2 separate regions of the Bos taurus genome follow, and region 2 is linked to region 1. A link is a contact called in public Hi-C data. All regions are on one chromosome and are shown on one strand. The core of a region is the stretch at or near the end of the contact, and the rest is flanking DNA. Distances in the headings are between cores, read along the strand shown. Region 1 holds the start of ATP6V1C1 (ATPase H+ transporting V1 subunit C1). Region 2 holds the start of AZIN1 (antizyme inhibitor 1).

What was found. A called contact is a pair of places that touch in the nucleus more often than the background predicts.
Region 2: a Hi-C map of skin fibroblasts shows a contact between it and region 1, with 6 times the contacts expected there. The contact joins the promoter of AZIN1 here to the promoter of ATP6V1C1 in region 1. A contact is called at or near these places in 2 of 11 Hi-C or Micro-C datasets (liver and skin fibroblasts).

Annotation. Positions count from the first base shown.
Region 1 is chr14:61,446,670-61,453,873 of ARS-UCD2.0, reverse strand. ATP6V1C1 (ATPase H+ transporting V1 subunit C1) reads left to right here and starts at 3,169. Exons shown (of 13, transcript NM_176676.1): 1 at 3,169-3,304.
Region 2 is chr14:61,583,548-61,590,801 of ARS-UCD2.0, reverse strand. AZIN1 (antizyme inhibitor 1) reads right to left here and starts at 4,831. Exons shown (of 12, transcript NM_001082611.2): 1 at 4,455-4,831.

The DNA.
Region 1 (7,204 bases), core at 1,920-4,419:
AGATTAACATTTTCACCACCAAAGAAAGTTGTATTGCACAGACAGAGCTAACAAAACATGGCCTTTGGGCACATGCTATGATAAATCCCTTGGAATTTCTGACGAGTTTCCAAAGCTGTGTTACAGAACCAGTTGTTGGAATTGCCTGAACAGCATCCAAAATTAGTGAAAAGCATTAGGCTGAAGATAGGTTGGTTGGTTGGTTGGTTACTTTTTATTCAGATGTATTACTAAGGCTCTAAGAAATTCTGTGGTGAATTTCTGCATGGACACAACAGCCTGTAAAGGCATAAAATAGGTCAGAAAACCTGGGTCCTATATAATACATACTAATAACAGCAGCCCTTCACAAGGCACTTCCTATGTGCCAGGCACTACACTGCATTTAAGCCTTACAACACCCCTATCACGTATATATTATTGCCACCAGTTTACGGGTGAAGAAGCTGAAATTCACAGGCCTGGGGTCACCCAGCTAGTCAGCAGCAGAGCCACGACTGAAAACCAGATATGTCTATTCCCTTGTCCTAAAAAGCTCTGTGATCTCTAGCTCTTCACCTTCCCTAATATAAAAATACTGAATTAAAAAATAAAAAAGTTTTTGATTTTTTATGCATAGAGAAGATTTGCTTTTTCCTCATAATTTCTTCAAGGGAAAAAGATAAAATGTCTCAATGAAACTAAGTGGGGAAAGTATTTGAAACTAATCACACAATAGGAATCAAAATCAAAAACTGAATTAAAAAGTTCTCTAACATTTCACGCAAAGATGGGCTCGATAAAGGACAGAAATGGTATAGACCTAACAGAAGCAGAAGATATTAAGAAGAGGTGGCAAGAATACACAGAAGAACTGTACAAAAAAGATCTTCATGACCCAGATAATCACGATGGTATGATCACTCACCTAGAGCCAGACATCCTGGAATGTGAAGTCAAGTGGGCCTTAGAAAGTATCACTACGAACAAAGCTAGCGGAGGTGATGGAATTCCAGTGGAGCTATTTCAAATCCTGAAAGATGATGCTGTGAAAGTGCTGCACTCAATATGCCAGCAAATTTGGAAAACTCAGCAGTGGCCACAGGACTGGAAAATGTCAGTTTTCATTCCAATTCCAAAGAAAGGCAATGCCAAAGAATGCTCAAACTACTGCACAATTGCACTTATCTCACATGCTAGTAAAGTAACGCTCAAAATTCTCCAAGCCAGGCTTCAGCAGTACGTGAACCATGAACTTCCTGATGTTCAAGCTGGTTTTAGAAAAGGCAGAGGAACCAGAGATCAAATTGCCAACATCCACTGGATCATCAAAAAAGCAAGCAAGTTCCAGAAAAACATCTATTTCTGCTTTATTGACTATGCCAAAGCCTCTGACTGTGTGGATCACAATAAACTGTGGAAAATTCTTCAAGAGATGGGAATACCAGACCACCTGACCTGCCTCTTAAGAAATCTGTATGCAGGTCAGGAAGCAACAGTTAGAACCGGACATGAAACAACAGACTGGTTCCAAATAGGAAAAGGAGTGTGTCAAGACCATATACTGTCACCCTGCTTTTTTAACTTCTATGCAGAGTACATCATGAGAAACGCTGGGCTGGAAGAAGCACAAGCTGGAATCGAGATTGCCTGGAGAAATATCAGTAACCTCAGATATGCAGATGACACCACCCTTATGGCAGAAACTGAAGAGGAACTAAAAAGCCTCTTGATGAAAGTGAAAGAGGAGAATGAAAAAGTTGGCTTAAAGCTCAGCATTCAGAAAACTAAGATCATGGCATCTGGTCCCATCACTTCATGGGAAATAGATGGGGAAACAGTGGAAACAGTGTCAGACTTTATTTTTGGGGGCTCCAAAATCACTGCAGATGGTGACTGCAGCCATGAAATTAAAAAACGCTTGCTCCTTGGAAGGAAAGTTATGACCAACCTAGATAGCATATTCAAAAGCAGAGACATTACTTTGCCAACAAAGTTCCGTCTAGTCAAGGCTGTAGTTTTTCCAGTGATCATGTATGGATGTTAAAGTTGGACTGTGACGAAGGCTGAGCGCTGAAGAATTGATGCTTTTGAACTGTGGTGTTGGAGAACTCTTGAGAGTCCCTTGGACTGCAAAGAGATCCAACCAGTCCATTCTAAAGGAGATCAGTTCTGGGTGTTCTTTGGAAGGACTGATGCTAAAGCTGAAACTCCAGTACTTTGGCCACCTCATGCGAAGAGTTGACTCATTGGAAAATACTCTGATGCTAGGAGGGATTGAGGGCAGGAGAAGGGGACGACAGAGGATGAGATGGCTGGATAGCATCACCGACTCGATGGATATGAGTTTGGGTGAACTCCGGGAGTTGGTGATGGACAAGGAGGCCTGGCGTGCTGCAATTTCTGCGGTCGCAGAGTCGGACACGACTGAGCGACTGGACTGAACGTTTCTAAACTATGTTCTGAACCAGAATAATACCACCTACCTTCCCAAGCTGATGAAATATGAAATATCAGGAGAGCGGTTTGCTATCTTTTTCTCCCAGAGGACATGATTTCTCCTGTCCGTGCCTCTGCCCTGTAACCTTGTTTGGTTTTCATTTTTATCTACTGTGGTTCCAACTATCCGATGTTTATCACAGGCCTCATAGACGCCCGAACAAGATTACAAGCTTTCTCCTGCAAGGAGTGATTCACGTCGGTAGACAATCCTAAGATAATGAGCACAATGACGAGCGTATAGTAAATGCTCCAAGGACATTTATGGAATTAACTCGAAGTGGACTGGAAGGAAAAGGTGAATCAGAGGCTGAAGGGAACTCTTAAGGATATTACTCAGAAAACCGGGCTGTCCGAAGAAAATCCTGAGTGGAGAAGTCTGAAGGCAAATTCCAAGCCGCAGAAACATGAAAATAAGTGGGGTAACCTTAAGGATGGCAGCGATGAAATTCACAGGTGGCGGGCGGAACTCCAGACGCAGAAACCCCACCCTCCCCGGAAGAGCTCTGCCCGCTCAGACTTCTGGCTCTCCCCCGCTCCCCGGGGAGCCTCCCAGCCCCGCCCCTCTTCCGTGGGCTCGGCCGCGGCGGCTGCGCAGTGGCGCGCGCGTAGGCGGAGCGGCGCACGTAGGCGGGGCGGAGCGCGCCGCGGTCAGCTGACCGTCCCGGCTGGCACGTGACTTGCTCCGTAGGCGCCGCGGTCGAGGAAGCCGTGAGGCCGGAGCTTAGGTCGGGGAGGGGATGGAGCGCTGAGCCGTTAACGCCTGCCAGGCTGTCCGCCTCTCTGCCTGTTACTGCCGGCACGTCCTCGTTTGACACTTCCCTGGGTCAGTGAGCGATGGCTACCTCCCCTCGGAAACCCCGGCCGGGCCGAAGCTCGCGCTGTGGTCGCGGCTTGGGAAGGATGGGGGCGCGCGCGGGGGCCGAGGCTGTGGCGTTGGAGCCGCCGGCTGGGCGGCCGTGTCCAGTTTCTCGGCGCGAGTTTGTCGCCGCCGTGGGCCTGGGTTCTGTCTCTAAGGGGAATGGAAGGAGGGGAAAAGAGAAAGGGCCCTAGGGGCTGTTCTGTGGCAGAGGCAGACATAAACACTGCGGGTCTGAGGCGTTTCTCCTTGGGTTGGGGTAAGGGTCACAGCGAATCCTAGCTCCGGGGGACGAAAGGTAACAGAGTGGCCCAGATGAGGATACGGGGTGGTGTGTGTGAGGTCACAGCGAGCGGGACAGCCTCCCCTGGGCGTACGTGCTTGCGAGTAAGGTGATGGCAGTTTAGAGGGTCTAGGAGACCCTCACCGAGGACGCAGGGTCCCTGTGACAGGGGAAAAAACGGGATTCCAGAGAACTCAGACAGTGTTTGTTGTTGTTGTTGTTGTTGTTTAATTAGAATGGGGGAAGAGTAGGCAAGAAACTCTGAAAAGGAACTGGAGGAGAGAGTCACACCGGCGAATTGAATCACCTGAGAAACGCAGGAGCAAAGGGGAGAAAAGATTAGATTGTGTCTGCATCCCTCACTGAGGGTTATTGTAACTACCCGCCCCCCACCCCCCCCGACCCCCAAACAGCCCTGAAGTACACAGATGTTGGATCATTTGGGGGTTGGGGAGACTCCTTTGTGAAGGAGTTGTGAACAGTTTTGGCCTTCTGAACTTATCCTTTGGTACTGTCAACTACTCCCGAATACCTTTTATTGAACAACAGTCACAGGAATTACGTTTTTTGTTTTTTTTTTAAATTATTGTTTTTTATTGCGCTGGGTCTTTCTTGCTGTGAGCCGGCTTTCTCTAGTTGCCGCGGGGGGATACTCTCTAGCTGTGGTGTGCAGGTTTCTCGAGTTGTGTGCTCTTTTGTGAAGCACAGACTCTAGCGGGCTGGCTCAGTAGTTGTGGTTTAGTTGTCCTGAGGCATGTGGGATCTTCCTGGCCGGGGATCGAACCCATGTCCCCTGCGTTGCGAGGCAGATCCTTCACCACTGGGCCGCCCCGGAAGCCCCTTTCTTGTTTGTTTTGTTCTCACAGGTCTTTGAGAGGAAGTAGATGAAAGTGCCATTCATCGTATAGACCGGGACCTATCTAGATAGACTCTGGGACCTATCTAGATAGACTCTTGGACCTAGAAACAGATCAAATGATGTGTTTTAAGTCTAGCATAACTTCTACTGTCTTCTGACTGCCAATTACCTGCCCAGTACTTAACCACAATCTCTCTAGAGAGAAGGGTGAGTTTCTCCTAGTGCATTCTTACCTTTGATTCAGCACTTTCGGTGAAACTTGAGTAGGACAGCTTCAAAGGGATTCTGCAGCGGTGGTCAGTGCTTTAAAAACCGTTTTTTAGTTAGTTTGGGTGAAGCTGTTCAGTTTACAGTTCAGGTGGAGGAGATAATAAGCAGCAGGGTGGGCAAAAGGTGCTCAGCTTGTCAATCACGGTTCTCTGGCAACCAGCACGTCTCAAATGGTGCCGAAAGAGGGAACCTCGGGTTTATGTCTCAGAACTCCCGGATCTTTTTCTCTTTTGGTGTATCTTTCAGGGACTAGATAAAATCTAAAGAAACAGTACTCGGGATCTGACTAAATGCCGCGAGCTAGATGGTTCGTGTATAGAACTGGGCAGTAAATGATCACTTTTATTTTTTGATGTCAGTCTTCGGAGCCTTATTTACATTAGTTCTCTCTACCTAAAAAGAAACATTTGGGCCTCAAAAGTCTGATTCCCTGATTATTTCCACAACTTTGGAAATAATTGCATTGGCCAAAGAGCAAAGCTGGAATGCCAAAATAAACCTTTGCCAAAGGGTCTCCTTCTGGTCCACAGTCCCTAAGTGATCAGTCTTCCTTTTGAGCTTGAGTCTGCTTAGGGGTAACTACAGTTTGCACCAAATGTGTGTGTGTGTACTCAGTCCTTCAGTCGTGTCTGACTGTCTGTGACCCCATGGAGATACATACCTCTTAGTTGAATTTTGTTCTTGTACGTGTTCTGATCTGTCTGCCAGAGTAAACCTTTTTCACTCTTTGGCTGTGCAACTTTATACCTTTTCATTTACAATCTAATTCATGTTCAGCTCACATTTCACTGATATTTTAAAGACACAGTAAACCATTAGCATGGTGCTCTTGGAAAGACAGCTCAAGCGGTGGAACCAGGCAATCTAAATTCTCTTCACCAGGCAATCTAAATTTTCCTTTCGACATGAGTGATCCTTGGAACTAGAAAATTCAAACTCTGATCTTGATAATGAAGCAAATTTCTGTTCCACAGGTGTAGCAAATCTGCTGTATATTTATTGAGTTCCAAGAGGAGTCCTTAGGGCGGTGGAGGAGAGGTGCTTTGGTTCCATCATAGACCAGAAGATACAACCTTAGCTCTGTATTTGAAAATAAGATGCTAGACAAATGTAAAAATGGTATTTTATAGAAAGAGGATGATGTATCTTTTAAGATATTTTATGCAAACTATCCATGAATAGGAAGTTATTTGTAAATAAAGGTGGTTAATAGGTGGATTGACTTAACCATGACAGTTTTTTGTTGTTGTTGTTAATGGGCTAGCCTATAGTTTAGTGTTTCTTCATGGGTGCTGTTGGCATTGTGGACAGAACTGCCTCTTGTTTGGCCACCAGCCGCTAAATGATGGTAGTGACCCCCACATTGGGACAACCTAAAATGATCCCAGACATTTCGAAACTCCTGAAGGAGAGAGGTACCATTTGGTTGTGCAGCACCCTTTGCGATGGCATCCTTTATCTGTTGAACATATACCTGAGTGCTTCTTAGTGACAGGCCCTCTACTATATGTTGGGGGCATAGAGGTTAAGAGTAGTGTTTTAGTAAACTTGCATGTAAAATGTATGTACTTCATTAACTGCCCTCTCATCTGCAAATAGGGGTGGTGATACCATCTTCCTCGAAGGAATCAAGTATAAAATTGCTTAGCATATTGAGTACTGATCTAACATAGCACATATTTAATAAGTGGTTGTCATTACCAGGAAACAGGATCTCAAGCTTACTTGAGTGATGAAACTTGTTTCAAGTCTTTGGCTTGTTGAATTTCAGGCTAGAATACATCGTCTTAGAGATATTAACACCTTCTGGTGAGAAACATGGTGTTGTGATTCAGTCACTATTATCAGATACCAACCTGAAAGAGAAGGGAAGTAACATTTTGGGAGACAATGAGTGTAGAGTCAGGGAGTTTCCTGGCATGGAAGGAATTGTTTGCTCCCTGGGTCAGTGTTGAGTTGCCTGTGGCAGAGAGGAAGTGTCTGGGCGCTCCGAAGGTTCTGGTGATTCCTTTCAGTAATGGTACAGTGATCTCCTTGCCTGTCTGTGGATTCAACTTGCTTTAGCAGAAATTGCAAGAGATTTTTTTTTTTAACATTGTGTTATGTGTTATTATCTTTCTGGCCTGTTTCTGTTTTTATGATGGCATCTATGCCTAAGTAGGAGAAGGTAATGGCATCCCACTCCAGTACTCTTGCCTGGAAAATCCAATGGACAGAGGAGCCTGGTAGGCTGCAATCCACAGGGTCGCTAAGAGTTGAACATGACTGAGCGATTTCACTTTCACTTTTCACTTTCATGCATTGGAGAAGGAAATGGCAACCCACTCCAGTGTTCTTGCCTTGAGAATCCCAGGGACCAGGGAGTCTTGTGGGCTGCTGTCTATGGGGTCGCACAGAGTCGGACTCGACTGAAGCAGCTTAGCATTAACATGCCTAAGTAAGGCTTGGCTTTTCC
Region 2 (7,254 bases), core at 3,582-6,081, 140 kb before region 1:
TTACCTCCTTCTCATTCCTAACCTTCTACATCTAAGTCACTCTACTATCACTAGGAACAACATATGAATGTAAACATGCTTGGCCCTCTACAAAATGATAATTAAGTTTTAGAAATGGTTTTTACCTATTAAGATTTGACTGAACAGACTTATCACTTCTAACCTAAACAACTAAACCTACACTTCTACTTGTACTTCAGTCATTGCTATTTTAAAGTAATATAACCTGACAGTATTTCTAGAAGATAGGGAGTAAGAATGAAACCAGAAAAATGATGAAACGTAGGAATCATAAGAATCCAAGATTCCAGAAGCACTCTAGACACATCTTCAGCATATCTCATATCTCAACCAGGATAGAGGCACCCTTAGGGGAAGTAAAATGTTCTTCCAATCTACTAGGGGTATCCTGATCACATACTCAATGACACTTACGGATAATTAGAAAAGAATCCTATCAACATGTGACAGTGATTATTAACATCACATTAGATTCCAACTAAATACTCCAAAACAAAGGTTCCAATTCTCCCCAAACCAACGTTAATTTAAGTAAATTAAAAGCCATAGCCACTGGAGACAGAGTTTATTCTCAACTATTCTTTGGAACAGGATAATTATCCTAGGTGAGATATTCCCTCCCCCTATATATCAGTTGTTGCTCAGCACAACTGAAGAGCAGTGCTGTGAAATGTTAATGACATTAAACTTCAGAAATTCATGAATGTTCTTCAGTAGTATCTCTAAAACATTTCCATCTAACAGAAAAGACACTAGTAGGAAATGAAGGCTCTGAATTTCCAAAGGCACATTTTAATATAAATAAAGGGGGCACAGGGTCATTTATTTACAGGATAAACAGAATGCTCATTTGTACAGTCAAGATTAACCAACCATAAGAGGAGGTTAAATAAAAATATGAGTGGGGGCATGGAGAAGACACAGGGAACGCTAAATTTTTCTCATTTAGAGTGGTGTTTATATCAGTTGGATCATGTACAACACTGCAATCAAATCTCTTAGCTGATTGAAGAGAATGTCCCTTGCTACACTATCTTGGCAAATAGCACAGAAAGAACTAGAGTTAACTGAGTCAGCAGGTGACCAATAAAAAGCACTAAAAACCTCCCATCACTTTGACAGTAACTACCCAGAAACTTAGTATCCCCAGTTATCAGTATGTCTCACCTTACACTGCCTTTATCAATGACTTTGGTATTCTTTCCAAAACTCCAAAACCCCAGACTAATCATGAGAAAAATTATCAAACAAATTCAAATGGGGGACATTTTATTGGATATTTGGCTGGTACTTCTCTAGACTGTCAAAGACATGACAACTAAATGCAATGTGGCACCTGAGATTGGCCTCTACACAGAAAGGACACTAAAAACTGGTGAAATCCTAAGAAAATCTCGAGTTTAGGTGGTAGGCATCTGGTCCCGTCACTTCATGGCAAATAGATGGGGAAACAGTGGAAACAGCGTCAGACTTTATTTTGGGGGGCTCCAAAATCACTGCAGATGGTGACTGCAGCCATGAAATCAAAAGACGCTTACTCCTTGGAAGGAAAGTTACGACCAACCTAGACAGCATATTAAAAAGCAGAGACATTACTTTGCCAACAAAGGTCCGTCTAATCAAGGCTATGGTTTTTCCAGTGGTCTTATTGTATGGATGTGAGAGTTGGACTATAAATAAAGCTGAGCACCAAAGAATTGATGCTTTTGAACTGTGGTGTTGGAGAAGACTCTTGGGAGTCCCTTGGACTGCAAGGAGATCCAACCAGTCCATCCTAAAGGAGATCAGTTCTGAGTGTTCACTGGAAGGACTGATACTGAAACTCCAATACTTTGGCCACATGATGTGAAGAGCTGACTCATTTGAAAAGACCCTGATGCTGGCAAAGATTGAGGGCAGGAGAAGGGGACGACAGAGGATGGCATTACCGACTCAGTGGACATGAGTTTGGGTAAACTCCTGGAGTTGGTGATGGACAGGGAGGCCTGGCATGCTGCAGTCCATGAGGTCGCAAAGTGTCGGACAGGAGTGGCCGACTGAACTGAACTGAATGTACCAAAGTCAGTTTCTTAATTTTGACAAAGGTACCACCTCTTATAAGGTAAACTAGGTGAGAAGTATGAAGTAATAACTGTATTATCTTTGTAACTTTTCCACAAATCTGTAATTATTCCAAAATAAAGTTGTTTAAAGAAAAAAAAAAGGCAAGGTATTCATATAATGGACTACTACTCGGCAGTTAAAAGGAACAATTTACTGGTGAGTGCACTATGGATGAATATCAAAAACACTCTGAGTTAAAGAAACCTTTCACACAATATATAGTTTCATTTATATGGAAGTTCTAGAATAAACTTCCATAATAACTAATCTATGGTTAATAAAAAGAACAGTGAATGCCTTTGTGGGTAGTAAGGGATGGAGCTTAAAGGGGCAAAAGAGAAGTTTCTGGGTTTGATGGCACTTTTCTCATCTTTGATAAAGGTTTGTATTACACAGCTGTATTTTTGTCAAAACTCGTCAAAGGGTATATTCAAGACATGTGCATTTTGCTGTTATGTAAAATTTACCCGATTTTAAAGAAATACTTAAACAGTGTTAGACTAATGATATGTGCATACTGAAGTTGGAGGGGTAAAGTGTTCTGGTGTCTCCAACTTACTTTGAAATACACAGAATAAAGATTGATAAATGAATAGAGCAATTACAAGCAAAGCAAAATGTTAATCGTTTACTGAATCCAGGTGAGGGTACAATTCTTTCACTCCTTCTATATGTTTGAAAATGTTTAAGTCAAACCTGAGTGGCAAGAGGGACGGCACTGATTACTTGATTACGGTACCTTTCACTACCACCTATGACCATCAGGAGCCTATATCTTTCCCACTAAACTCTTCAGGGCTTATTTGCCTTCATAACCAGTATCTGCACTCTCCTATATTTGTAAAAGAAATCAACGGGTTGGCAGGGCTCTGCCCTATAGTCATTCGCCGTATTTCTGCCAGGCTCATCTGTAACAACCTTTCCTCATCACATATCGACTCTCTCCCTTGAGCCTTCAGGTTCCCATCCAAGCTGGAGGCTGAAGGGTGGAAACACGACTGGACACAAAATATCTTACTGTGTCCACGATGCAACCACAAAATCCCGTTAAACCTGCTAAAATATCATGGGGCCGTTAACAGTGCGCCCGACCTTTTCAGGCTGCCGAACCAGTAGCTTAGCCTAAGAAACACACGTTTCAGATATACTCTGGGTAAGGCTATTAAAACACCACCGTTGGTGGAAATTGTTAGCCGCTCAGTCGCGTCCGACACTTAGCGACCCCAAGGACTGTAGCCCGCCAGGCTCCTCTGTCCATAGGGATTCTCCAGGCAAGAATACTGGAGTAGGTTGCCATTTCCTTCTCCAGGGGATCTTCCCAACCCAGGGATCGAACCTGGGTTGCCTGCATTGCAAGGCAAATTCTTGACCCGTCTGAGCAACCAGGGAAGTACTGAAACACCACCGTTAACTGCCAAAATAGTACTTGATAAGCCATCCAAGCCTACTGCTCTCCCTCTCTCGGCCCAGGAATCGTGGCGCGGACGGGAAAACGAAGCCATCGTGACTAATTCTTGGGCTCCAGGAGGCGGCCCGGGGTGAGTGAAGGCGACTCGGCCCAATCGCCAGCGCCGCAGGGGGCGGGGCGGCAGCCCCGAGGCTTCCAGAAGGGGCCAAAGGCCTCTTGCTCGCTACCTGACACCGGGTTTCCCCGCCGCCAGGCCCCTTAGCGGCGTCAACTTTCCTCCGGCAGAGAGGGGAGGGCCGCGCTGTCCCCACCCTCAGGCACCCGTCCTCCCCCGGCAGCTGTCACAGGAGGCCGGCGCCGGGCCCGCCCCGCTCCATTCATAACCTAAGGCCGCGGCGGTTGCAGCCAGCCGCGCCGCCAGCCCAGGATCCCGAGACGAAGGCGCGGCGCGGCGCCGCTCAGGGCCGGGCGGCGGCACCAGGGCCCCTCGGGGCTGCAGCCCGGCCCCCTCCCCGGAAACAGCAATGCACCACGGGAGCGGGGTGGGGGCCGCCTGCCGCCGGGAGGCGACGCCGAGCCCCGCGGCGGCGAGACCCCCGAGCGCGCCCCCCAGTCCACACACACACACACGCACACGCCCCCTCGCCCCAACCGCGGCCGCTCGGGGCTCGGCTCGGCGGCCACCCGAGGCGCGCCAGCCGCCCCAGCCCGCCGCGCCGCCGCCGAGCCACCGGCCGCCGCCGCCACACACGCCGCCAGCCGCCATGTTCGAGGTGGCCGGCCGCGGGGACGCTGCAGGGGAATGCCGGCCGGTCGGCGGGGCCCAGCCTGAGGCGGCCGACAGCTCCCCGAGGCCGACCCACCCCCCGGCGCCCCGCGCCCCGGCCCCGGCCCAGCCCGCGCCCCTAGGGTCACTACTCACGTGAGATAACGGCCCAAAGAGTCGGGTAAAGCGTCTTCTCTTTTTCGGCGGAATTTTTAAAGAGGGATGTGGTTACCTTGAGCAGAAATACCCAAGGCGGCCTGGGCCATAGGCTGCGGGGACGACGTGGGGGGAAAAGCGCGGCACCGACACCAGCTGTGCAGCAGCGGCGGCGGCGGCCGAGGGAGAGAAATGGAACAACGGCACGGGCAGAGGAAGAAGAAAGGCGAGAGGGCTGGGTGCGGAGAGGATTCGGCCTCGTCACACCGCAGAGCCGGAGAGCGAGAAAGGATGAGAAGAGGCGGAGAAGGCGGAGGAAAAAAAAAAAAGAAAAAAGGAAACACACAGCAACCCAGCGAAGAGCCAGCGAGTGTGGGAAGGCGGCGCCGGCAACGCCAGGCTTTATATCGAGGGGCGGGGCTTGGTGACGTCACAGCCAGCCGCGCGAGCCGGACGGCGCGGGGCCGCGGCGCGGAGAGGAGGGAAGCGGGCGGAAGAGAGAGGGGGCCGGCTCAGGGCGAGCCGAAGGGGGCGGGGCGGGGCGACCCCGCGGTGCAGGTGCCTGTCTCCCCCGCCCCCAGCCCTCGGCCACTTCCCGCCCTCCGCCGCTTCCCCGGCCGGTGGAGGGCCCGCTGCGCGGACGTGGGCGGGCGGGGGAGAAGGGAGGTGACCTGGACAGAGCTCGGCGTCGCCCGCGCCCCCGACGCCCGGGCGCCTGCGCTCACGCCCGAGGCGGGCCGGGGCGCTTTGGGAGCTGGGCCCGGCGGCCGCGGCGCCAAGCGCGGTCCGGGCCCGAAGCTGGCGCGACGCCTGCACTGCTTGGAACCTGCTCTGCCTGGAAGAGGGTGAAAGAGAGGGGCCACCCCCGGAGCTTCCCGCCCCCCTACCTTCTCGAGAGCTCTCCGCTTTGTGCGGCCTCTGTAGGCTACGCCTGGGGACTGCCCTCCCGGGGTGAAGCTTCAGCCCCCGCGGGATGCGGCGCTCCTTTTTTTGGAAGCGAGTTCCTAAGGGCCAAAACGGCTCGGCCCAGTGTTCGGGTGGTTGCAGGGGCTCGTGACCGCGTGGGCATGTCCCCAGTGTTCGCACGTTGCAGTGTGGTGCAGTAGGGATTTTTTTTTTTTAAGGCGTGTGGCTTTTATGTCTTTCTTTTTAGAAGGGTTGAGGCCGGCCGACCCGGTCCTTATTCATGAAGGACCTGTATTGGAGAGGGCATTACCGACGTTACAAGGGCACAGTACTTCAATTCCCTGCGTCTCATTGCGCGGTCATTTTAATTTTACAACTCCAGAGCAAACTTTTTTTTACTGGGGAACCTAGGACGACCTACATGGCTTTTAGTTTATTCTCATGTTTTTAAAATGTCTTCGCGCTCCCCATCAGAAACCCTGAGTCCTCCCGTGCTAATGTCTTGCAACTCAGACGCAACGGCACAAATGAAATATATATTGACACACACTCCAAAATCTTTGCGATAAAGACTGAGACTGTTTTCCACTGGCATTTCCCGACCATCTGTTTACTTTGTAGCACTGTGGTTGCTACAAATCAGATATGAAAGAGAGAGCTTCCCTGGGTAAGAAGGTAGCAATGCTGAATATAGGTTCTGAGGTGAAAGTACTAGGTAAAAACTAGAGGCTGTGGACTCTGTTCCTGATTTCATATTTCCATATTTCACTGTGCTGTCTCTTGGTTTTCTCTTTCATTCCTTAAAAAGTCTTTTCGTTTCAGAACATTTACAAGCACTGCACTTTACTGGACCCCCTGCTGGAGGGAAGAAGGCTAGAAATGAATACACTTGGAATCTTGATAACAGTCTAGCAGGGGAACTAAGACTACATCAAATAACTAAGTAATTGTTGTAAACAGAGAAAATGCTGTGTGGAATCTAGTGAAAGGGGGAAATAACCGCAGCTCAGTGAGAGAAAGGCTACTGGAGAAAGGTAGAGATTTTGAGAGCAGACACTCCAGACATGGGAAATAAGTGACTTTGAGAGCAGATATTCCAGGCAAGGGAACTACTTTAAGAAAAGGCACAGAAATGGGCCAGTTCAAAGAACTGTGAACTAGCTTTCTGGCTCCAACATAGGTACGATTGCAAATGAGATTGAAAAGGACGGTGAGGTGAAATGTAGGGATCATAGCTTGGATTTCATTTCGGTACCGTTTAATTGGGGACATGATATACTCAAAGATTTTTTTTAAGATTTCTCTAGCATCAATGGGATTGAAAATAGAAAGTTTGGAAGAGAGGAGACCATGAAGGCGACTGTTATATAGTTAAGAAAAGCAGGAAATGTGGAATAGAAGAGAGGAAGGCATAGATGAAGGCATAGAGAGAGAAGGGATAATTTTGAATGTTAAGGGAGAGCAAGTGAAGTGAAGCCGCTCCGTCGTGTCTGACTCTTTGCAACCCCACCAACTGTAGCCTGTCAGATTTCTCCATCCATGGGATTTCCCAGGCAAGAATATTGGAGTGGGTTGCCATTTCCTTCTCCAGGGGATCTTCCCGACCCAGGGATCGAACCTGGGTCTCCAGTACTGCAGGCAGACTCTTTACCATCTGAGCTATAAGGAAATCGAAGTGAGAGGAGAAGTTATCAAATGATTTGGGGATATGAAACTAATCAACAGGGAGAATTCTGGAGTCACAAATGGAGAGAGAAATAGAATGTCCCAGTTTGGGGGGGAAGACTATGAGCCTTCTTTGAGCATAGTCCAAGCTGTCGATAGGATATTCATGTAAAAATGGTCCAAAGGCCCCTGAAAACACAGAGATCTGGAGCCCTTTTGGCTGTAAATT